Linked DNA regions of Mus musculus: regions 2, 3, 4, 5, 6 and 7 are each linked to region 1. Evidence: chromatin contacts called from public HiChIP or PLAC-seq and promoter capture Hi-C data. All regions are on one chromosome and are shown on one strand. The core of a region is the stretch at or near the end of the contact, and the rest is flanking DNA. Distances in the headings are between cores, read along the strand shown.

Region 1 (2,990 bases), core at 291-2,790:
CACAGGATAAATGTTAAAAAAAAAAAAAACTGGACTGAAGAAATGGAATCCTATCCAATATGGAAACCTTTGACCTGTGCTGAGGCAGGTTGGATTCAACTTAACCTCATGGATTGGTTTTATTAGGTCAGTAGAAAGTCAGGTAGCTTGTGTTCCTGACATCCGTCTGACAGTTGATTGAGGAAAGACCGAAGGGACTGGAGCTATCCAGAGTGGCCGGTCCTGTGCCAACAGAGCACTCATAAAGTCCAGTCTGGGAGAGGAGGTGGGAGAGAGAACAGGCTCTTACAACCACAATCGCCACCCCCCCCAGCCCCCCAAGCAGGTAACTCAGCTCTGCTGCCCTCCCGGCATGATATAGGGAGTGTCAACAAATATCCTGTAGTCCGTGTATATTGTCCTCCCAGGCCCTAGAACCAACCAAGAATGCCTAGAACAGCCCCTTCGTGGAGACTTTAGGGTAAGCAGGTGGTTAGGTGTGAAGGAAGAGTGGGAGACGATTGGGAGGCTGGCTTAGATGCTTTCCGGGTTTGTCTACGGCTAAGACTCTGGGTTTGAAATGAGGAACTAATCGGTTTGAGGAAGTCACTTGACCCCCTGAGGCCTCCTGCTCCTCTGCCCTCTCCTTTTCTAGCCCCCCACCCACCCACCCCAAGGCTGCTATGATGTGGCCAAATGATCCCTCAAACCAAGTAGCTTGGTTCTCTCTTGGTCCAGCCCCCAGCTCCTGGTGAAGGCTAGGTCTTTCACCTTTCCTAGGCCGAGGTTTCCTTATGTGTAGCATAAAGTGACAACTTCTCCCAGGAGGTCTGTGTGCACAAACCAGTAGACTTCCAAACGTGAGCTGTGGTTCTTCGGCCTCCTGAAACATTGTGGTCTATCTGGCCTTGCTAAAGCAAAGCTTCACCCAGCTCCGCGCCACCACCGAGGAGGCCGCAGTCTCTACGCCTCGTCCCCTAGGTCTGGCCCCTAAAACGCCACCAGGAGTCGCCCTTCGCCCACCGAAGCAGGCCAAGCTAATAACTCCTGCGGACCAGGGCGGGCTGCCCCTTGGCGCTGGATGGTGAAGTGTACCCCAGCTCCTCACTTGGGGGTCAGTCCTCTGCAGCGCCCACCCGGAGCCCCCCCATCCCCGGCCCGCCGTCTCCCGATCGTCCGGATCAGGGAAGCTGCAAGTTTGGCTCTGTCTGTTCCGGCCTCCCCGCCTCGCCGCTCGGCTACCTAGGTCCGGGTCCCCAGCTAAAGACCCCGCCGGCGAGCGGAGACTCCGGCGGCCGCGGCCCGGAAGGGACGCCCCCTCCCCGGCCGGCCGCGTGCGGGACCGCCGCAGTTCCCTCACTGCCCGCCGGGCGGCGCCTCAGCGCCTTTCCGCGCGCCTCCCGCGCTGCCCGCTCCCGGCTCGCTCGCAGCCGGACACAGACTCTGCCTTCGGCTGCTGGCGGATCGAGCTGGAGCCGCCGCCGCCGCCGCTGCGGAAGAAAAAAAAAAAAAGAAAAAAAAAAAAAAAAGGGAAAACAACAGCCGGGCCGCCGGCCGAGCAACGTCGGGTCCCCAGCTTGGCGCCCGGAGTGCGGAGCCGCCCAGGTAAGGGCAGCAGCCCCCGCGCCGCCCCCGACCGGCGCCCTACGCTGTCTCCCCGCGCCCCCCGGGGCTGCGCCGCACCCCGACTTCTGACGTCTCCGCCGCTAGCTCCCTCCGGGCCGCGGCCCGCACCCTGCCTGGCCCCGCTCCCGCCTCCAGCTGCCCAGTCCCCTGCACTCTGATGCCTGCGACCCCGGATTCTCCGCTGAGCCCCCGCCACCTTGCCCCGTACTTCCCCTAGTCTCCATCCCTGCCTGCTTCCCCCTGCGCCTCCTCTCCTCCGCTCCGATCCTCCTTCTGTGATCCTCCCTCTTCCCAGTCCAACTCCCAGCCCAGCCTCTGCCCCCTGCAGGGATGACGGCCCCTTCCCGACACTGGCGATTCTACCCCGCCTCGTCACCCTCGGCTTCTCCTACGGGCCGCTCTTGCCCGCCACAGTCTTCCATCAGACCAGCCCGGCTTCTGAGCCCCCTTCTCCCTTCCCTCTTTGCCATCTGTCTTGACCACCCCTGCTCGGGCCCTGGACTCCGGCCACCACCACACCCCCAACCCTGCACGCCGTCTTGCTTTGGGCCAAGCCAGCGTCCTATCAGAAATGACCCTCCTTCTTGCGACTAATGGGCCTCTTAGCCATCCCACCCTAGTTCACCCGAGTGGGAAGTAAGGGAAAAACTCTGGAGACCTGCATTGGGCGCTGGAGGGGGAAGGGGATCAGTGGAGGGGGAGGGGAGCTAAGGAGATGTTCTTTAGTGAGGACCGGGCAGAGCCGGAGTGGTTCCGACCCAGCTTGGGGTGGAAGGCGCCCTGGTGACGGCTGGGACAGGGGGTTTGTCCAAGGCGCCAAGAGCACCTGTGCCTCCCTCCCTGGGCTCCCTGGAGCTGAGGAAAGTGAGGGAGGAGGTGGAGCCTGGGGAGAGTTGGCCCAGGGCTTTGGGGTTGGGGGAGGCGCGACCAAAGGGATAGACAAGGCACGCGGGCCAGGTTGCCTGGCTGTAGCCAGGCTATGCAGGCTGAGCTGGTCCCCTCTTGGACCTTGGGCTGTGTGGTTCTTGGCATCTGTACTTGATGCTGCCATCTTCCTCTTGGTGCTGTTGTCTGGTGATGCCACGCGGTGCCACCTCCCTGCCTCCCTCCAGTGGCTCTTCTGGGCATGTCTCCCAGGGGCCTGGGCTGTCTGGAAAGAGGAGGGGAACTCTGGCTGGGCCTGGCCACTGTGCCTGACAAGTAGGTATCTCTTGAGACCAGGGCAGGAGGGCTGAGGGTTGGCCAAGAGGATCTGAGCCCTGCCAGGGACAAAGAGAACTATCTTCTTTTTGGCTCCAGTGGGTCGTCTGGTGGTAGTGTCCCTTTTGGGAGCACCTGGAAAAGCTAGCCTTGTAGTCCCTGGGTCAGAGCTGCAGGGGTGTGGC
Region 2 (2,990 bases), core at 259-2,758, 470 kb after region 1:
AAACATTCATCTCTGAGTTTGTTTTCTAAAGAGACTCTTGCATTCAATGTCTATGTGTGTGTTTCTATCCATAGCAACAGTATTTGTTAGTAGTAATGACTTACAGCTCTTATTTCCCCCTAGTATGTGAGCAAACCCTCCAGAGGGAAGCCCCCTGTCCCTGTCCTTCCTCCTCTGCTTCCAGTTCCTCTGCTCTGCATGTCCTTCCCACTGAGGCTCCTTTTAGCTGTGGTCCTGCCAATATCTCTAGTCCCTCCTAAGGTGTCAGCAAAGTGCTTTTCTGGGCAGGAGGCAATCGCGTAAGAGTACTCTAAGCCACTGCCTGACCCATAGACCTCAGAACGTGTTTCTTAACCAGGTCCTTCTCAAGTCTCTCTCCAGCCTAAGTCCTGCCTATGGGACAAGACAGAAGAATCAATTGAAGTCCCCAGGGCCTGAGGTTGGTAAGAATTTTTGTTTTCCTCTTTCTGGGAGCCAGTATACACATGTGCATGTTTGTGGCAACCCCCACATCCTCCTGGACACACACAGATTGACACTGGGCATGGAACTCTCCTCAACTCCTAGACTTTCCATTCACATATCTGTGCATGGCTGGTTCCTCCTCGGGATCAGCCTGCACCATCTCTATTCCGTGGGCACAAAAGCAAACAACCTAACAGCCAAGTGTGAGGCTTCGGAGCCGGGGCTATGCGTGGCCTGGTGTGAAGCATATTTTCTTTGGAGCCAGCCTGACCTGGTTTCAAGTCTCAGCCATGTCATTTTGGCTAAGTAGGTGGTCATGAGCAGATCATTTGACTCCCCAAACTTCAATTTTCAATTCTACAAAATATGTCCTTTAGGAGGTTTGTGGGTTATGTTTTGTGTGTTTTTCTTTTCTTTTCTTTTCTTTTCTTTTCTTTTCCTTTCCTTTCCTTTCTTTTCTTTTCTCTTCTTTCTTCCTTCCTTTTTTCCTTTCTTTCTTTCTTTCTTTCTTTTTAATCTCATGTATTTATTGGCTATGGCTGTAAAGCACACACAATAGGTGAAAATTGTAAATTGTTAGTGTTTGGGAGCTTCAGGTGCCTCGGGACTAGAGGGGGCACAGAACGAAGGTCAAACTGTCCCCTACGCCTAGATGTATATGAAGTATAGAGATCGTACAGGACATTTTATAGATGAGGCCTGTGAAGTCAAAGACAGGTAGTGATCACAAGTAGGGTTACACTGAGTCAGGCCAAGATTGCAGGTGTGTTTGGACACGTTCGTCCAGGGCTCCTTTCTCCAAGGATGCTTCTCTTGTAGGTGATCGGTCTTTGGACCTGTGGTTGGTTGCTCCCCTGCTGCACTGGTAAGAAAAGCAAGCAGATGGGGTGTAATTCTGATCCACTCTAGGTGAATGCCACCATTCCCGGTTGCCATGGCAACCGCAGCTCGCTCTGAGAGGCTCGTCTCCTCTGGCCCCTCCCAATCACGCAGCGGACGTGACACGTGCGGCGGGGTCACGTGTTGTTGTTGGGGTCCCCGGAAAGCTGCTTCCGGGTCAATGCAGGACACTGGGCTCTGGCGGCCGGAGAAGGGGTCGAGGTGAAGTGGAGCCGGTCCGGGGCCGGCCTGGAGCAGGCCGGAAGCCGAGCGGCGACGCGGTGGCCGGGCGGGCGGAGGCGCAGCCCGAGGAGCCGCCGCCTCCCGGGCCGAGGGGTGAGTGTAGCCCGGCCGCTGCTCCTCCTCCGGGGCCGGAGGCCCGAGGCATGCTCCACCTGTGGGGGTAGGAGGCCAAGCCTGGGATCCTGGGAGGACGGCGCACTGATGGAGGGCAGAAGGCTGGACAGCGGCAGCAAGCCAGATGCTCCCAGCCTCCTTGAGGCCTGGGGTATGGAAGCGGCTCCCTGGGTGGGAAACTTAGCTTTGAATCACTGAATCAGGAAAATGATGAAAACAACTGGACGTGTCAAGTCCTCGGGGTGTATCCCCATCTGTAAGATTTGGTATCTTAGTGGGAAAGAGCAGCTGTCCCTGTAACTCCTGGATCACTAAGCCTGTCCCTTCCTGGACTGCTTAAAGCTTGTAGTTTGCTAGGAATTTGGGGAGCATGTTTTTGCACCAAGCCGTATTAAGATTGGGGGCTGCCAGGAGACTCCATCCTAGCTTCTTGGTAATGGTGCGAAATGATCTGTGATAAACTGAATAGAGTACAGGCTTCTGGAACTACTAGGAAGACAGTCTGGGATTTGGAGAAGGGAAGAGGATTCGTCCTCCTTAGGGACACAGGCAGCAATTGCAGAAGTTGTAGTTGAGGAAAAGTTGATTGGAGGAGTTGAACTGTTGACAGTCAGTGGAGGAAGGAGGAGCCCCACTCCAAGGTTGCTTAGCTACAGGAGTTTGTAGGCTCCGCCTTAGGGCTGTTAAGGAAACTGGCAGGACCTCAAGGCCAGCTAAAAGCTTGGCTGGGACTTGTCCTTCTCTCTGCTTTTGTATAGCCTTTGCCTGTGTATCAAGAAACTCTTGAATAGATTTCAGTGGTTCCATCTTGAGCGAAGAGTGCTTGAGCAAACTGTTTGGGGGGAAGATGGGGGAGGCCCTGGGGCCCAAAGCAGGCTTGGTTAGGCTTGCCCCTTTTGTATTCTGTCTCTGTAGCTCTTGATAGGATCTCATAGGCTCGTCTTGAGCAGAGAACTGGATTAAGGATGTTTAGTCAGCCTGGGTCCTTTGGCTTTAACCATAGCTCTAACTTAAGGAAAAAAGCAAAAACCTCACACTGATAAGGGCATTATGATTTAGTTTGTGCACCTATACACACACACACACACACACACACACGAATGAAAGGTTTTTACAAAGTAGTGGCTTTATGATACAGATTCTCTTGGCCTTGACCTCACTGGGTAGCCCAGGCTGGCCTGCTACTCTCTGTATTCTTTCTGTCCCAGCCTCTCCAGTGCTGAGCTTAAAGATGTGAGGCACCATGTCTGGCTTCACAGAGCCGCGCCTACCCTTGTTAGGTACCGTCT
Region 3 (2,990 bases), core at 278-2,777, 450 kb after region 1:
ATACACACACTCACACACATGCACACACACATATACACATATGCATACACATACAAAACAAAGACATTAGTTAGTTCTATGAGGACATTGTCTTAAACGTTTTCCTTTAGGAATGTGGTTTCTAGTGTGTGTTACATATACAATAAATGACAAAAAAATTATAATAGTGTCCATCTTAGGATGAAACACACCTCTAATCTTTGCATGTGGAGGCAGAGGCAGGCAGATCTCTGTGAGTTTGGGGCTAACCTGGTCTATAAAGTGAGTTCTAGGATAGCCAGGATAACAATGAGACAAAAGGAGAGGAAGGAGAAGAAAGAAGAGGAGGAAAAAGAGGAGAAGGAAGATGAGGAGGAGGAGGAGGAGGAGGAGGAGGAGGAGGAGGAGGAGGAGGAGGAAGAGGGAAGACAGAGGAGGAAACAACAAAGCTGTAATACAGGAATATCTGACTACTGTTTCATTTGTTTTCTGTTGCTGTGGTAACAACTGACTTGGCTACACATTCTGATCACAGTTCATCACTTAAAAGAGTCAGAGCAAGAATGCAAGCAGGAGCAGAGGCAGGCACTTCTTCCGTACACACTCAGCCTACTTTCTTATACAAGCCAGGACCATCTGGCCAGGGCGAGCCTGTCCACAGGACACTGAGTCCCTCCACATTCCCCACAGTGTGTTAACAGGCCATCTGATGGAGGCAGTGCCTTGGTTGAAGTTCCCTCTTTCCAAGCAATTTTAGTTTGTGTCTAGTTAACAAAAACTAACCCGCACAGGTCCATAACAAAGGATCAATTTAATTTTGTCTAGTAGGTGTGGGTGTCTTCATGGAAATGTTGACATATAAATTCAAGTAAAAGGTTCTACTTTAATGCTCAATAGACATGAGAATAGAAAGGACTTAAAATAATAGCTAATATTTATGGAGAGTTTACTATGTGCCAGGCACTAAGTACTTTAAACACTTTAGTCATTTAATTTATGAATAGATCCTACCGTTTTTTTCCTTGAAGTGAAGACAAACCCAGGATCTCATTAGAAACTACTCTCTGTGCCAGGTAGTGGTGGCACAAGCCTTTGATCCCAGCACATGCGAAGCAGAGGCAGGTACATCTTTGAGGTTGAGGATAGCCTGGTCTACAGAGTGAGTTCCAGGACAGCCAGAGATGTACAGTGAAACACTGTCTTTAAAAACAAAAACAGAAGCAAACAAACAAAAGACTACCCTCTACTACCAAGCCGTGCCTCCAGCCTAGGAATAGATCAGATTTATATCTCTCTCTTCTCGTAAGGATTGGAGAGGTTGGCTACTCTGCTACTGGGTGGCCTCGATGGTATTAAACCCTGGGTCTTCTGATGCTGATGTCCAGGGAAAAGAGATAGCATCATCAGAGAATCGGGGAATGTGAGGATAGAGAGATAGACGTGTAAGAAGAGCAAACTGTAGTGGGTGGTGTGGAGCACACAGAACAGAGGCGCATGGCAGGGACAAGCATAGGAAGAACAATACAGGGTGAGCCAGGGAACAGACGGCGCCAATCTGAGCCTTCAACTATGAGTGGGCTCAGTTTTCGGTTGCTGTGCAACAAACCACTTCAGACTTGGGTTGCCTGAAACAGCCATTTAATTACGCTTGTAGCCTGGGTGGTTAGAGATTCAGAGAACTGCGTGGATGGTTTGTCTCTGCTCCATACAATTTGTGGCTTCGGCTGGGAGCACTCAAAGACTTGGGGATGACAAAGTTCTGAAGGTTGAAAATATATAAGGGGTCTTTTACATGTAGGCCAGGTTGTTAACATAGTAATGTTTACCAGTAACTTAGTATTTTGGCCATGAACTTAGCCTGGGATGTTGGTCCCAGCTGCCATAACATCACATGACTTCTCTCTGAGGCACCCTGGGCTTCTATTCAGCATGGCGACTAAGTTCTAAACACAGGTGCCTCAAGAGAAAAATGCTGCTGTGCTTGGCATTTTACCACACTGACTGAGGCCGTCAGTCACACGCTATCCAGTAGAAAGCACACAGACTTCTCCACCAGTCATGGGAGAAAGTACCAAGCAATTCATGGATGCATAGTAAAAGCCACCTCCAGGTCAGTGAATGAGCATCCCAGATGCAGGGAGGGAGTGAACTGCGTCATTAGCTCAGGGAGGATCTTCAATGTCATGGAAAGCTGATCTGCCATCACGGAGGTGACGTCCATTCTCTCTACTCTGCATGTGAATGTGCAGACTAGTACTCTTTGCTCCCACGAGACCCCATCTGGCCTCTCTTTGCCTCATTTTTTTTCTCCCTTTAGTTTGCCTTTCTCCCAATAGTTTGCCTTATTTACTTCATTTATAACCATGAAGAGAGCCAAGTTTAAGGGAGCCAGATGGGAGTGCGTGGAAAATGAAAAATACCTATAAAATCCCTACAAGTAAGTAGTGAAATAACACATAACTGGGCCGTTTTATATCAGAGAGGATTGTCTTCTTAGCTCTCAGTGGTTGTCTGGACCCTTTAAGTGAACAGCGTATACAATATCTTTAATTGTTCTCGATGTTATTTTTAAATTGGTACCATCTTTTAAAGTGACATATTCACAGAGTTCAGTGAAACCTCCTGAGGTAGATGAACAGCTAAACGTGCCAAGACAGATGGCTAGCTGTGTGCAATATTTCATCTTAATGGCATGGCAGGCTTACCTATGACGCACTCCTGGCTTGGAAGCAATGTTTACGGTGATGCAATTTTTCTGAGCTAAATGTTTGCTGTGAATGCAGGGTGGCTGGCTAGCCGAACAGCTGAATTCCTGCATCACACAGAACCCGTCAGCGTGCACCTGAATAGGAGTTTCTGTGCACCGTCAGTGCGACCCCCAAACAGCTCTCAAAACTGTACCTTAAATATGCAATCATTGGTTTGACTCTATCACAGCATTCTCCATTCAGTCACTTCATTATTTTGAACCCAATACCATGTCCTTGTAATACCATGCGCTACACGTGGAG
Region 4 (2,990 bases), core at 165-2,664, 420 kb after region 1:
TCTCTGTTGCATTCATTGTGAACACACACAAACATTTTGCTGTAGAAATAACAATGTGCTCAAATATGGAGTGTGTCCTAGCCTCACAGGGTGTTAAACATAATACAGTGCTTGTGCATTGTGATGCCTTTTCTAAAATCTGGAATATTCTGCATTTTGAGACGCAGCTGGAGCCAAGCCTTTCCTATTAGGGGACCGTGGACCTTCAGATGTGCAAGCGTTTATTCCAGTGGTTTCCGGGGTACATCACCGCCAGCTGTTGGCAACTCCATTGAGGACAGTTATAAGGAAGTCAAGGCTTGTGATGGCTTTTGGCCATAGTAGAACTGTCATGTTGGTGGAGATGAAAGAGAGAATAGGGAAGAAAAGGAGGCTGCTTCCTCTCACTGTATTTCCAGAATGTTCCTTTCCAGCTCAAACAACTCAATCAGGCATGGTGGGTAAAAGGCACAAGCATCTTTGGACTAAAGACAAACTGTTCATGACAATGTTTTCAAATACCAGGCAGACTGATGTTTAAGAGAGTGTTTGTTCTAAGTAAGTTTCAAGATCCAAATTTCCCTGAGGTCATCGGATGAACTTCTCAGTGGTAGAAGAAGCTAAGCAGAGTGGGAGGACGTAGTGTTGGTGGGAATGTGTCAAAATGGCATCCTGTCTTTCCCAAGATGCTGATATTGCTCTTTGAAGGTGACCAGAGATTGGGCATCATCTGGCAGAGCTGTTACATGAAGGCTGTTGGGGGGCTTTTGAGCCTTAAGCAGGAGAGGGGAGAAGTCATTTAATCTCCTCACCGGAGATGAGAGAGAGCCTCCCATCACTCCATGCCTATAGACACAAGGAGACTCAGGAGGCTGGTTCTGAGTGGCTATCTGTGACCTCCGCTGTCTCCCCCAGGTGTCTGTGTGTCAGGAGATGGTGACAGAACTGCGCAACATCATCCTGTGCCAGGACAATATCCATCCCAGGCGGCGGCGCTCTGGAGGCCTGCCACCCCAGCCCCCGGTCCTGGAGGAGCGCCGACCCAGAGGCACAGCGACGCTCAGCAATGGCAAGCTATGTGGCGCCGGGGAGCCAGACCAGCTGGCGCAGAGACTGGCACAGGAGGCCGCCCTAGTAGCTCGAGGCTGCACGCACATCCGCGTGTGCCCAGAGTGCCGCCGCTTCCAGGGCCTGCGGGCGCGACCGTCGCCAGCGCGCAGCGAGGAGAGCCTGGAGTGGGACAAGACCACCAACAGCAGCGAGCCCGAGTAGTGGCAGCAGCGAAGGACCATGGAGCCAGGCGGGGAGGCGGGAGGGCTAACATTACAAGTTCCTTCTCTCCGGATTCAAGATTCAATGACTTTACAAAGCGATCTGAGCCTGCTGCCCCAGCAGGAGGCGGATCTCCCTGCCCTGTGGCAGAGCGGCCTATCCGAGATGAGACACTGCACCCACGTGGCAGAGACGCTGTCCCTCGTGGGCACAAGGACCCATCTCCTCCCAGAGAGCCTTTCCCTCACACTCAAATAAGTGGATTCTGGGTTGTGGGGCCCTGCCGAGAGAGCAGTCCAAGAATTGATGGTGTCATCAGTTGAATTCCCCCTAGGAAGGGGCCATTGTACCCTGGGTCTAGTTCTTACAGGAAAAAAAAATTAAACTCAACAGGGAAGTTTTCTTTTCTGAATTTGTATATTTTTGTTGATGTCCTTTTCTTTCCTCTCATGGTTTTTTTTTTTTTCTTTTTTCTTTTTCTTTCCTGTCTCTTCTGGGTTCTGTTCTAAGGCTCCCTTGTCTTGTGCTTGGGGATGGAAGTCTGACCTCTCTCTCTCTCTCTCTCTCTCTCTCTCTCTCTCTCTCTCTCTCTCTCTCCCCCTTAGGTTTTGGAGTTGCAGGTGCACTGGGTTTCAGGTGCTGACTCCCCCCCCCTCCTCCCCCCCCCCCCCCAGTGACTGGTGTTTGGTAGTCTCCCTCTGCATAGAGAGAGGGTGAAAGTCCATCAAACAAACTTTTTAAATGCAACATACAAGCAAACAAACAGGAATGTAACCTTCCTGGAGATACTTTGAAATTCCCGGGGCTCTAAGGATTAATCTGGTTTTTCTTTTTCTTTACCCTTTTCATCTCTGAAAACAGAAGGAAGAAAGAATCTTTAAAGCATGCAGAGTATTGTATAAGGAGAAGGAGATGTGTATGCGTGTGTGATTTCCCCACACCTTGGTGGTCCTGACTTCCATTGCAAGGCACTACTCAGAGAAGTGAGAGACAGGGCGCCCAACGGGTATGATAGACTCTTCAACTGGATCTGCTTTTAGCTGAAGTTGGTAGTAAGTTGCCTCTGAAGCCCTACCCACAAGGCTCTTATGTATTGGGTCACTTTTTGGTACTAGACATGAAACCTGGATGCAACTGTGTGTGTGTGTGTGTATGCGTGTGTGCATGTGTGCACACGCTCGCGTGCCTGCGTGTGTGTGTGTGCATGCATGTGTGTGTGTGTGTGCATGTGTGTGTGTGTGTGTATGCTCCTATACATGTGAGAACCTAAGCATATATGCATGTGTTTATGAAACAGACCGCAAATAGCCAACAACCTAGTTCCTGGAAGAGAGTGGAGGGTTTTAGCCCACCAGCGGCCGAAGAACTAGGAACCGGAACCATGAGTTCAGATCTCCGTGTGGTCAGTAGTTTTCCTTGTGTGACTCAGAGTGAATTGTTTGACCTCTCTGCTGCAGCCTGGGAGTCAGCAATACTTTCCTAGGGTATCTCGGACCGGACCGATCTGCCCTGCCAGTAGGAGGCTTGCAAGGTCTGATGGGAATACCCTCTCAATGGGAGGGCCAAGGCTCCCAAGGAGCCACTTGGCCTTGGTTTGGTCTCACCACTTCAGAATTCCATGAAGAGCTGTCATTTTCGGATGGAAAGCAAATTCTATGCAATTTCTGATAGTAACTTAGAAAACTCGGAGACTGGGTGGGGGTGGGGGAGGAGACAGCTGCCACCAACTCCCACCTCCT
Region 5 (2,990 bases), core at 130-2,629, 370 kb before region 1:
GACTGCAAGTGCAAACCTGGAATCAGAAAAAAAGGGTACTCAGGAGCCCTCAAGTCCCCTCTTAGAGTCTTCCTGCCTTAGTATCACCTGTGAGGACAGGGGGAGGGGAGGGAGAGAGGGAGGGAGAGACAGAGAGAGACAGACAGACAGACAGAGGGAGAGACAGACAGAGGGACAGACAACAGATCAGCCAAGCAGAGAGTTCTGAATCCTTCCGTTCTACACTCCAGCCCGACTTAGGATTCATCTGGTGTGCTTTGCCTAGCGTCTAATCTTCTGTTGGCTCGAACGGGATGTCCCTCTTAAGATCGTTGGAAGTTAGAGTGACCTCTGACCCCCAGGGTGAAGATGAAGAGGAGGAAGAAATGTTTCCTAAAAGCAGAGCACCGTGAAGCCATAAGTCCCCAGTGAGGATCCAAGTGGGAGGGTTAAGGGAAGGCAGCGAGGGGCCTAGCAAGTCACCTCCTTCTCTGCCTTGGCCTCCTCCACCGTCACGGTGCTGTGGTTCTTGTGCTCCTGGAACATGCAGAGATAACAGATGCAGGTCTGGTCGGTCTGACAGAAGAGCTCCATAGTCTTGCCGTGCAAGGGACATTTTCGGGCCTCGAAGTCTCGGATGGGCTCGAGCAGCTGGTGGTCCCGGAAGGCAGCGCCCTCCAGGTGGGGCTTCAGATGCAGCTCACAGAAGGAAGCCTGGCACACCAGGCAGGACTTGACGGCCTTCTGCTTGTTGCCGATGCAGGAGTCGCACAGCACCTCCTCGGAGCCCGACTTTGCCCGCGCCAGGAGGCTGGAGTCAGCCCTGGGGTAGCTATTCCTGCGGACTTCCCCGGGCTCCACGATGGTCACCGTGGGTTTGCGGGGCTCGGAGAAAATGGACTTTCGCAGCTCCCCCTTCTCAGCAAAGGTCACAGGAGGTTTCTTGGAAGCCCCCAACTGGAGCCCCGCATAAGGGGACCTCCTGCCTTCCGCAGAGTCCATACTGAAGTAACTGGAGCCTTTGTCGTCGACAGACTCCACAAACTGGATGATAGGCCTGCGCCACTCATTGCTGGAAAATAGGCCACTCTTCCCCTCCCCTGACTTCAGGGCACTGCCCAGGGTCTTGCCCTCTGTCACCTCCCCACTGTGCCCGTTGGTTGTCTTGGTGTCCTTACTGTCTGCTTTAGTGCCATTCTCTAGGCTGCCGCTGGGACCCGGTGGGCTGCGGGTGTCCCTGGCTTCCGGGCTGGCCCCATTGCTCCTGCAGGCATCGGCACCTTCCATGGTAGGTCACTTGCTAGCCTGTGTCTGCTGGTTGGGGTCTCGTGGCAGGTGGCTTCAGCGGATGTCTCGGGGCACGAAGTGGGGCTGGCAGCCAGAGCCCAGGGACACACCTGTGGGGAGAAGGTGGGGCAGGAGGAGGAGCCATAGGAGGAGCAACCTGACAAAACGGGCCGAGAGAGACAGGCGGGGCAGAGTGGTTAATTACCTGGGCCACGCCTGCACATCCATCCCCAGCCCGGGATTTTAAAGAAGTGTTTTTTATGTCCCAGTTTTATTACTTCCCACCACTGACAACCTGTTAGGCTGCTTCATCAGATGCACTTCTGGCAGGAAGGCAGAGCCTCTGTCCACACAGGTGGGCAGGCTTTGAGGAGGTCATTGCCCCTGGGGGCAGAAGGTGAGGTGTCCGCAGAGGTTCACGGGACAGAAGGCTTCTTAATTGGGTCACACAAGCCAAATCGCCTTGTAATTTGCGGGTTGGACATCAAAAGCAAGTCTCCACCCTAGGACAGCATATTCTGAGGGAAGCTGTGGCCCAGGTCTTGTATGCACAACTGATTCTAACCAATTTGCGACTGATGTCTTGGGTATTTTACGTGTCTGAGCTTATTTAAGCCTCTCTACAATCCTCAGTCTGGCTCTCTCTCTCTCTCTCTCTCTCTCTCTCTCTCTCTCTCTCTCTCTGGTTCTCTCTCTCTCTCTCTGGTTCTCTCTCTCTCTCTCTGGCTCTCTCTCTCTCTCTCTCTCTCGCTCACTCTCTGGCTCTCTCTCTGCCTCTGTCTCTCTCTCTCTGTCTCTGTCTCTTTCTCTCTCTGTCCCCCTCGTGTGTGTGTGTGTGTGTGTGTGTGTGTGTGTGTGTGTGTGTGTGTGTGTACTCATGCCTCTGTATGTGTCTGTCTGTCCAACATCTTGCTCAATTGCACATTCCTTTTTTTGAGGCAGAAGATCTTCCTGAAGCTGGAGCTGGCCATTGGATCTGCTTGTCTCTTTCCTATCAGTGGTACTACAGACACAGGATACCACATCTAGTGTTTACATGGTGCTAGAGAGTGAATCAGGTCTTCATGCTTGCCCGGTGAACATTTCACCCACTGTGATATCTTGGAGGTCATTCCATAGGGCCCGGCCAAGAAGAGAAGGTGTGCAGGTTTTTCTGAGTCATACAAAAAAAACCTACTGTAGAGAAAGGAAAGAATCAATGTCTGGTCTCTGGGGAACACCCCCACCCCCAACCTGGCTGCCTTTGCCACCTGAGTCCCCAGCTGTGCCTTCTGACAGAGATAAAACTTAGGCACTAAGAGGACACTGACTTCAGCCCGTTACAGGCCTGGGATTATAGTCTGGGCCTTTTGAGGTTGTGAAGTTCCTTCTTCTATCCCTGGTTCTTAGAGCCACCTAAATATCTCACTAGAACATAGCTGCTGGAGGTTTTCCTATGCTCATGGCCCTAAGAAGGTGCACATGCAGGTCTTGGGTATCCCCTTAGAACAGACCAGAGCCTGCTTGGGGCCTGTGGGGCAGAGACACAGTGGCAGCGAGGGGGTGAGGGGTGGGGGTGGGGGTCCCTGGAGACCAGACATTTGACTTCCCTTTCTCGACAGGTTTTCTGGTATGAATCAGAAAAACCTACACATCTTCTCTTGGTCGGGCCCTATGGGATAACCTCCAAAATGACACAGTACAGTGTGGGACTCAGCTCTAGAGACATGAGAACTGCCAAGCTC
Region 6 (2,990 bases), core at 235-2,734, 350 kb after region 1:
GATTTGGACACAGAGCTTCACACTTGTGCAGCAAGCACATCTGCAATAGAGCTCTCTCCCCAGCCCTCTGTGTAAATGTTCCTTTAACCACAATAAGATAAAAATAAGACAAATAGAGGACAATTTAAAAACACAGTAAATAAATGGATGGAAAAATAACATTTATGGAGTGCCAGGTTAAATCCATCCTCATGATGCCCACCAGAAGCTTCTGTTATTATTCTCATTTGGCACAGAAGGAAGCATGCCTAGGAGCGCAGAAATATCACTGAGGTTACACAGTGGGTTTTATGTTCCTCGCTGGAATGGGAACTATGGCATCAAACCGGTCCATACATGATATCTGGGTTCTGAGAAGGGAGGCGAACATTTCCATTTTTATTTCTAGCTGGAAGAGCCAAAGCTCTGGGGGAACCTCACAGGGAGGCAGAGGATGAAGGAGACTAGGACTTGACACTGCCTTCTTCTGACTCATTCACTCAGCCATATGCTTAAATGTACAATAATCATTTAGCTTCCTGCTCCTGTAGCAACATAATTTCATGTAGGCTTTCCGGTACCAAGAATTGAACCTGGGGCATCATCACTGAGCTGCATTCCCAACCCGGGCAAGCAAAAAGGTCCACTACATACCAGTTTCTGTTCATCTTATATCTATCCTCTCGATCACGCTTTTGTTTATTTGTTAAGATAGAGTCTCACCATGTAGCCCAGGCTATCCTTGAACTTACCAGGTAGCCCAGGTTAACGGAAAGCAATCCTTCTGCCTTGACCTTGCAAGTGCAGACATGAGCCACCAATATTTTTACCTCAAGCAATTTTTAAATGTACAAGGATACATGCTGCCATTCTTATTCTTACCTAGATAATTGGGTTTATCCAGGGTAGACCAAAGGAGGCTTGAAAAAGAACACATTTCCCTGTCCCTCTGCCCCACTCCCTTCTGCTATCAGAACTTCTCTACAACCATGCTATACTCCTAATTTCTCTATTTCTCTCATCTCTTCCAAGTCTTTGATCTTTTCTGTCTTCACTTGGACATCCCCTTTCCCTCAAGACACTCAATCTTGTACGGTGTCCCCCAGTTCTGGTCTAGCCTATTGCTCCTCTATATCTCTCCCCATCCTTCCCTCTTGCCATCTACCCACAGTAGACCACTGTCCTCTGCTGCTCTCAAGTCCAGCAACCTGCAGCCGGAGCCGTCCCTTCCTCAAGCCTTCCCATCCTCTCCCCCCTTGGTCTCCTCAGATTGGCCAGTGGCATGTGGCAGAGGGCCTCAGCATGGACAGCCGCCTCTACGCCTCCAACATCTCTGACAGTCTCTTCAACACCACCCTGGTCGTCACCACCATCCTGGTAAGCGGGGTTTCTCGGGCCTCCAGCTGCAGCTCCCGAGGGTGCCTCCTCCCCAAGCTCTTGCTTGTGGGCTTCCCAGGGAACAGAAGATGGGAATGCTAATCACAGCGCAGAGGCCAATTTATGACAGTGTAATTGCACTCCAGTTGCTGTTTCGTATGGAAATGATATCTGATGAGCTGCTGAGCAGCTGGGGCAGAGGGAGAGAGACCACGGTGTGTGAATGCCTCTCCCCAGGGATCTGGGTGGCTAGGAGAGCTGCTTAGAATCCCTAGAAATGGGACCTTTCTACATAGGTGAGACCAGCTGGATCCAGTACTCTGAGATGATTCCGTCTTCACCAGCAGCCCACTTTGCTTGGTAGCTGCTATATCCAAAACCATCCCCCCACCCACCCTTAAGTTGACACCTAGATGTCTGTGGACCTCCATGGCCTTTCCTTTACTTCCAGACAGTGACAAGAGAGTTCTCAATGAACCCATAAGTTGACCGACCATCTGCCTTTCCACTTGATTCATTTCTATTCAGTAATTACCAAGTCTACCTCCCAACTCTGTCCCCTGTTGTGTGCCTGGCACTCTGCTTACTCATAAATACCAGAGATGAGTATGTATTGGCCTGTATCTTCAAAGAGGTTATCATTGAGCAGATGGGCTAAGTCAACTATTCACAGCCAAGGTCTTACCATCACCACTGGCCCTGAAGACTTCATGTTTCAAAAGATCTGTCAATTAAGCCAACTACATGTTAAGCAATAATTGCTTTGTTCTTCCCCACTCTGATATTAACTAATCAAGAGGGTATTTCCCCACCCCACACAGCATCTCACCAGGGAAAGATAACTAACAACATCACATTGATATTCTTTCAGCCCCGAGCAAGGCAATGCATAGGCCATCTGCACAATCTAACCCCTACTAGGTAATATGTGTAAGGCCTTCAAATATGTCTATTTCTCTTGGCTTTTTTTTTTTTTTTGGAAAATAAAAGAAGCCTGTAGTCCCCCATTATGACTTTCAGGAACTCCTGAGGCCCAGGAAGGCTGGGCTGAGATGACTGATCTATCATAAACAGAGTGGACAAAAAAAAAAAAAAAAAAAAAACAGAAAGGGGTGGGAAGCCAGAGCCCCGAGATGTGGAGGAAAGAGCCCTGGGGGAAGGCAGCAAAGCCTGAGAAAGCATCATTTGTGATGAACTCCGAAAGACAGGAAGCAGTTGCAGAGGAAAAGGAGAGCAAAGGAGAGTGTGGTTAGGTGCTTAGATAATGCTGAGAAACACGGGCTTTCCTGAGAATGGTCATGGGTTGGGAAGGGGAACGCGTAATCCAGAATCAAGAGTCCTCAGCTCGTAGGATCCTGTCCAGTCCGCCATCCATCCTTCCCTTCATTGGGAGATAAGACACTGAATGTTTCCGTTTGTTCATCCAAGGGATATTTATTGGCACTTCTATATGCTTGGCACTCTTCAAGGTACTCAGGAAACATCAAGGAACCAAAGACAAAAATCCAAAATGTCAACAAATATTGAGTCACCCTTACTGGAAGGTTTGGGTATATTTTCATAGATATTGCTCGTTGAACATCCCTAATGAGAAATCCTAGACTCTGAAACACCTGGTAGCGTCCTGTTAGCTC
Region 7 (2,990 bases), core at 164-2,663, 300 kb after region 1:
TACGTTTTCCATCTTCTCAAACAGAAACTCTACTCTTATAACCCTGATCCCCTCCTCCTCCCAGACACGCCCTGGCCACAAAGCACACTTCTACACCGTCAACTGAAAATGACTGCCTGCTTCATGGAAATGAAGTCATACAATATTTATCCTTTTGTGTCTGGCTTGTTTTATGTAGATTATGTCTTTAAGTCTCATCCTTCTTCAAGCTGAATAATATAGCATCGTGCATGTGCATCACATCCTGCATTAACACATAGTGAGTGCTCACGGTGTTTGGTATTGTGGCTAATAGTCCCATGAACATGAGTGTCCCTCCCACTTTCTGCTTTCACTCTTCCTGGGTATGCACCTAACGAGGGAACTCACTAGACAGTCATCACCTTTTAATGTATTGGGACATCACCAAACTGTTCTCTAGAGTGACTTCACCATGCTTCATTCCCAATAGCAATGCACAGGAGGTAGAGTTTTGCTACAATCTTGCCAATATTTCTTAATTTTTATCTTTTAGTGAGAGCCACTCCAGTGGGTGTGAAATGCTCAGATAAATTTCTTCTCTCTCGTTAGAGTTTGCAGATTGGGAGAGTCAAGACCGCAGGGCTGTAGTGTAGGGCCCTTCTAATGAAGAAGCTTTGCAATAAGAGGAAGCAGCTGGTGTTTGAGAGTCAAGCCCCGATGGATGTTCAGGACAGGTGAGAAGCCCTGCTTCTGAGGTGTTCAGGGACTTGTGTGGACCTGGGGCTCTTCGGACTTTGGTTTTCCCATTAGTGAGGTGTGTATAGGGGTAACGCCTATCCCTAAAGGTTCTTAGAAGGGATTTGAAAATATCTACTGGTGGCATTGTAGCTGCTAAGCAGAGCTAACTACTACAGCCATTCAACTCACAAATCCCACAGCTTCACTATGCAGAGGCAAACACGCAGTCTCTTACTGTGGCAAGGGATGGGTTGTAGGGCCCTTTGTGAATAATAATGATAATAGAGATGCAGATGTTCAAGTCCCTCCTTTATGATGTGGCATTCTCTCCCACATACTTTAAATGGTCTCTATATGAATACCTACTGTAATGTAAATGCTAGCAGCTATTATTTGGAACCATTTAGGGAACAGTGAGAAGGAAAGTGTCTGCGCTTGCTCAGCCCAGACCTTATGTCCCCTGACTATTTTCAATCATCTGTTGGATGAATCGATGATTCAGAACCCACAGATATAGAAGGCAGATCTTACATTTCTTACCGGAAGTTCGACAAGGATAGCTGGGATAGAAATAGCCTCAAATAAGGTCATTTAGGGTCCCAGGCATTTTCTAGCTTATAAATATGTCTCATGAAGGTCAGGGGTAGGGGAAAACATGGAGGTTCACACACAGAGTAATTTATGAGTCAAGCCTTGAAGTCCTACAGATCACTTCTTACAATTCCATTGGCTAGATCTCATTACATGGCTGCACCTCCCTGCAAAGATGTCTGGGAAATGTAGTTTAGTGCCTAGGCAGAAGGGGAAATAGGTTTGGCCGTCAGCAAGGAATCTCTGCCACATTATTGAATTACTAATTGCTACTGTACTTCTCTTTTGTGTATGCTGCAAGATCAGTTGACGCCAGGACCCTGTCTTGTCTGTTTAGATGAGAACTGATCCTAAGAGTGGGTATTAGCACCTGTTGGCTCCCCAGTAACCACAATTGCTGTGGGGCTTTGAGTGTGCCTGCTTAGATAGGGTGCACACGAAATATATTTCATTCGGTTGCTGAGTGGAATGGAATGGAGTCTCTCTGCCCTTCAGCTTGCTTGACGGCGGTTGGAGGAATCTTTATTTCACAAGATACATGCAGGTTGGATACAGGACATGAAGAATTAAGGCTCTGGGCAAAGCCGTCTCTGTTATTGCGGCTTGAGAAGAAGAGGTGAAGAGGAAGCGGGGTTTGAGCTAATAAATCTGGAGGGGTTCTCCAGCTGCTAATGAACCCAGCAAGAGCTGCAATCACTTCCTAATAGGAAAGATAAGATCACCCTAATCTACTGTCAGAGGGCTCAGGCAGTCGATGTGCCATAGGAGGGAGCTGCCACCTTGGTGGGGAGAATTGTAGAGATTTAGGGGTAAAGTCGAAAGTCTCACAGGATGCCAATGAAAAGCTGGAAATGTGAGCACCAGGAGCCTGGGCATCCTCTAGCCTCACAGGCAGCCTGGATCTATGTCATCACCACCGTTCCTGTAATGCTGCCGCTGTGGGGGTGTGTTTAAAAGCAGCAGCTCCCCAGACTTGTTCCCTGGGGGAATCTGGAGAGAGGCTAAGGAGAATAGTTATGGCAGCAGGAGGAGTCGAGAAAAACCAGACTGGCAGTGAAGCCCCCGGGACGCCAACGACTAATCCCGGCACGGATGCTGGGTGACAGCAATGGCTGTACTTGCTGTTTATTGAATGACTTCTCTGGGCATGGCCCTGTAAACACTGCACCGTGGTTATTTTCTCATGTAAGCCTCACATCAACTCCAGCAGAAACAGCTATTTTGTTCCCATTTACAAGAGCAGAGGCTGATAATGCCTTGGTCTCTTGCTTGTAGTGGAGCCAGATCATAAAGCCAGGCAGTTAGCTCTTAACCGCCCCGCTTAGTCATTCCGTCGTCTACGCCAGCCATTCCTTCTTGCTGAGCTTAGTTCGCTGTCTGTTTATTATGGCTTTGCACGAGGAGGTCTCCGAGGGTCTTTCTAAGCCTTGGACTTGTTTCTCTATACATTGGTTGGGAGCAATCCAACTCACAATGTCCTGGGGATAGAACTGTTTTCTGGAAAGCGGGAAGAACGACACACTGAATGGAGGCCCCATGTGGCCCACAGAAGCAGTGCCTGTTTAGGTCTTTTCTGTCACAATTATAGCCAGGTCCCAGCAAGCTCTGCAGTAATCACCCTTCCACGTCCCAGGCGCTCCGTGTTTCAGCAGGAAAGGTGTGTGCAGCTGGCCTTCCTCCCCTCTGTTCTTTTACTGCCA

The links. Promoter capture Hi-C pulls out the DNA fragments that hold promoters and counts their contacts. HiChIP or PLAC-seq counts read pairs in DNA pulled down with a chosen protein or histone mark.
Region 2: a contact with region 1 is called in a promoter capture Hi-C map of hippocampal neurons, with 10 times the contacts expected there. The contact joins the promoter of Tbcel here to the promoter of Grik4 in region 1. A contact is called at or near these places in 24 of 39 promoter capture datasets (the 3T3-L1 cell line, 3T3-L1-derived adipocytes, the C10 cell line and 12 more), 2 of 15 datasets of contacts at CTCF or cohesin (the NIH/3T3 cell line and stem cell-derived epiblast-like cells), 9 of 484 Hi-C or Micro-C datasets (embryonic stem cells, palatal mesenchyme, stem cell-derived neural stem cells and 2 more), 24 of 115 datasets of contacts at active chromatin or transcription factors (VIP interneurons, astrocytes, bone marrow-derived macrophages and 15 more) and 3 of 9 other capture datasets (adipose tissue, embryonic stem cells and liver).
Region 3: a contact with region 1 is called in an H3K4me3 HiChIP or PLAC-seq map of forebrain, with 6 times the contacts expected there. The contact joins the enhancer-like site here to the promoter of Grik4 in region 1. A contact is called at or near these places in 8 of 39 promoter capture datasets (cranial neural crest, embryonic stem cells, epiblast stem cells and 3 more), 1 of 15 datasets of contacts at CTCF or cohesin (stem cell-derived epiblast-like cells), 2 of 484 Hi-C or Micro-C datasets (embryonic stem cells and stem cell-derived neural stem cells), 15 of 115 datasets of contacts at active chromatin or transcription factors (astrocytes, craniofacial prominence, differentiating embryonic stem cells and 10 more) and 3 of 9 other capture datasets (adipose tissue, embryonic stem cells and liver).
Region 4: a contact with region 1 is called in an H3K4me3 HiChIP or PLAC-seq map of forebrain, with 7 times the contacts expected there. The contact joins the enhancer-like site here to the promoter of Grik4 in region 1. A contact is called at or near these places in 20 of 39 promoter capture datasets (the 3T3-L1 cell line, 3T3-L1-derived adipocytes, the C10 cell line and 12 more), 2 of 15 datasets of contacts at CTCF or cohesin (the NIH/3T3 cell line and embryonic stem cells), 3 of 484 Hi-C or Micro-C datasets (the HPC-7 cell line, muscle stem cells and nephron progenitors), 15 of 115 datasets of contacts at active chromatin or transcription factors (VIP interneurons, craniofacial prominence, embryonic basal ganglia and 8 more) and 1 of 9 other capture datasets (liver).
Region 5: a contact with region 1 is called in a promoter capture Hi-C map of embryonic stem cells, with 3 times the contacts expected there. The contact joins the promoter of Trim29 here to the promoter of Grik4 in region 1. A contact is called at or near these places in 6 of 39 promoter capture datasets (embryonic stem cells, hematopoietic stem and progenitor cells, hippocampal neurons and 2 more), 1 of 484 Hi-C or Micro-C datasets (the G1E-ER4 cell line) and 1 of 115 datasets of contacts at active chromatin or transcription factors (embryonic stem cells).
Region 6: a contact with region 1 is called in an H3K4me3 HiChIP or PLAC-seq map of embryonic basal ganglia, with 4 times the contacts expected there. The contact joins the enhancer-like site here to the promoter of Grik4 in region 1. A contact is called at or near these places in 12 of 39 promoter capture datasets (3T3-L1-derived adipocytes, the C10 cell line, cranial neural crest and 6 more), 1 of 15 datasets of contacts at CTCF or cohesin (embryonic stem cells), 3 of 484 Hi-C or Micro-C datasets (cranial neural crest, embryonic stem cells and nephron progenitors), 18 of 115 datasets of contacts at active chromatin or transcription factors (VIP interneurons, bone marrow-derived macrophages, craniofacial prominence and 12 more) and 2 of 9 other capture datasets (adipose tissue and embryonic stem cells).
Region 7: a contact with region 1 is called in a promoter capture Hi-C map of hippocampal neurons, with 2.3 times the contacts expected there. The contact joins the enhancer-like site here to the promoter of Grik4 in region 1. A contact is called at or near these places in 14 of 39 promoter capture datasets (the 3T3-L1 cell line, 3T3-L1-derived adipocytes, the C10 cell line and 8 more), 2 of 15 datasets of contacts at CTCF or cohesin (both in embryonic stem cells), 3 of 484 Hi-C or Micro-C datasets (cerebellum, cortical neurons and hippocampal excitatory neurons), 20 of 115 datasets of contacts at active chromatin or transcription factors (VIP interneurons, astrocytes, craniofacial prominence and 11 more) and 3 of 9 other capture datasets (adipose tissue, embryonic stem cells and pancreatic islet).

Annotation. Positions count from the first base shown.
Region 1 is chr9:42,942,921-42,945,910 of GRCm38.p6, reverse strand. It overlaps Grik4 (glutamate receptor, ionotropic, kainate 4), which reads left to right and starts at 1,540. Exons shown (of 21, transcript NM_175481.5): 1 at 1,540-1,584.
Region 2 is chr9:42,470,756-42,473,745 of GRCm38.p6, reverse strand. Tbcel (tubulin folding cofactor E-like) reads left to right here and starts at 1,508. Exons shown (of 8, transcript NM_173038.5): 1 at 1,508-1,680. All of the region lies in intron 1 of Gm16322 (a long non-coding RNA gene), which reads right to left.
Region 3 is chr9:42,490,523-42,493,512 of GRCm38.p6, reverse strand. The region is part of intron 4 of Gm16322 (a long non-coding RNA gene); the gene reads right to left. Among named protein-coding and RNA genes, the nearest start is that of Tbcel, 20 kb to the right of the region's middle. Within about 2 kb of position 1,527, at least 19 of the 459 cell types and tissues checked have an H3K27ac peak or open chromatin away from gene starts, as enhancers often do. A contact at or near this core is called in embryonic basal ganglia, forebrain and hippocampal neurons, where this site is marked.
Region 4 is chr9:42,519,090-42,522,079 of GRCm38.p6, reverse strand. Grik4 (glutamate receptor, ionotropic, kainate 4) reads left to right here. Exons shown (of 21, transcript NM_175481.5): 21 at 895-1,668. The coding sequence ends at 1,251. Among named protein-coding and RNA genes, the nearest start is that of Tbcel, 48 kb to the right of the region's middle. Within about 2 kb of position 1,414, at least 77 of the 459 cell types and tissues checked have an H3K27ac peak or open chromatin away from gene starts, as enhancers often do. A contact at or near this core is called in VIP interneurons, craniofacial prominence, forebrain and 3 more, where this site is marked.
Region 5 is chr9:43,309,152-43,312,141 of GRCm38.p6, reverse strand. It overlaps Trim29 (tripartite motif-containing 29), which reads right to left and starts at 1,379. Exons shown (of 9, transcript NM_023655.2): 1 at 463-1,379. The coding sequence starts at 1,266.
Region 6 is chr9:42,596,220-42,599,209 of GRCm38.p6, reverse strand. It overlaps Grik4 (glutamate receptor, ionotropic, kainate 4), which reads left to right. Exons shown (of 21, transcript NM_175481.5): 12 at 1,249-1,356. Among named protein-coding and RNA genes, the nearest start is that of Gm36590, 76 kb to the left of the region's middle. Within about 2 kb of position 1,484, at least 8 of the 459 cell types and tissues checked have an H3K27ac peak or open chromatin away from gene starts, as enhancers often do. A contact at or near this core is called in VIP interneurons and embryonic basal ganglia, where this site is marked.
Region 7 is chr9:42,646,249-42,649,238 of GRCm38.p6, reverse strand. The region is part of intron 8 of Grik4 (glutamate receptor, ionotropic, kainate 4); the gene reads left to right. Among named protein-coding and RNA genes, the nearest start is that of Gm36590, 26 kb to the left of the region's middle. Within about 2 kb of position 1,413, at least 7 of the 459 cell types and tissues checked have an H3K27ac peak or open chromatin away from gene starts, as enhancers often do. A contact at or near this core is called in hippocampal neurons, where this site is marked.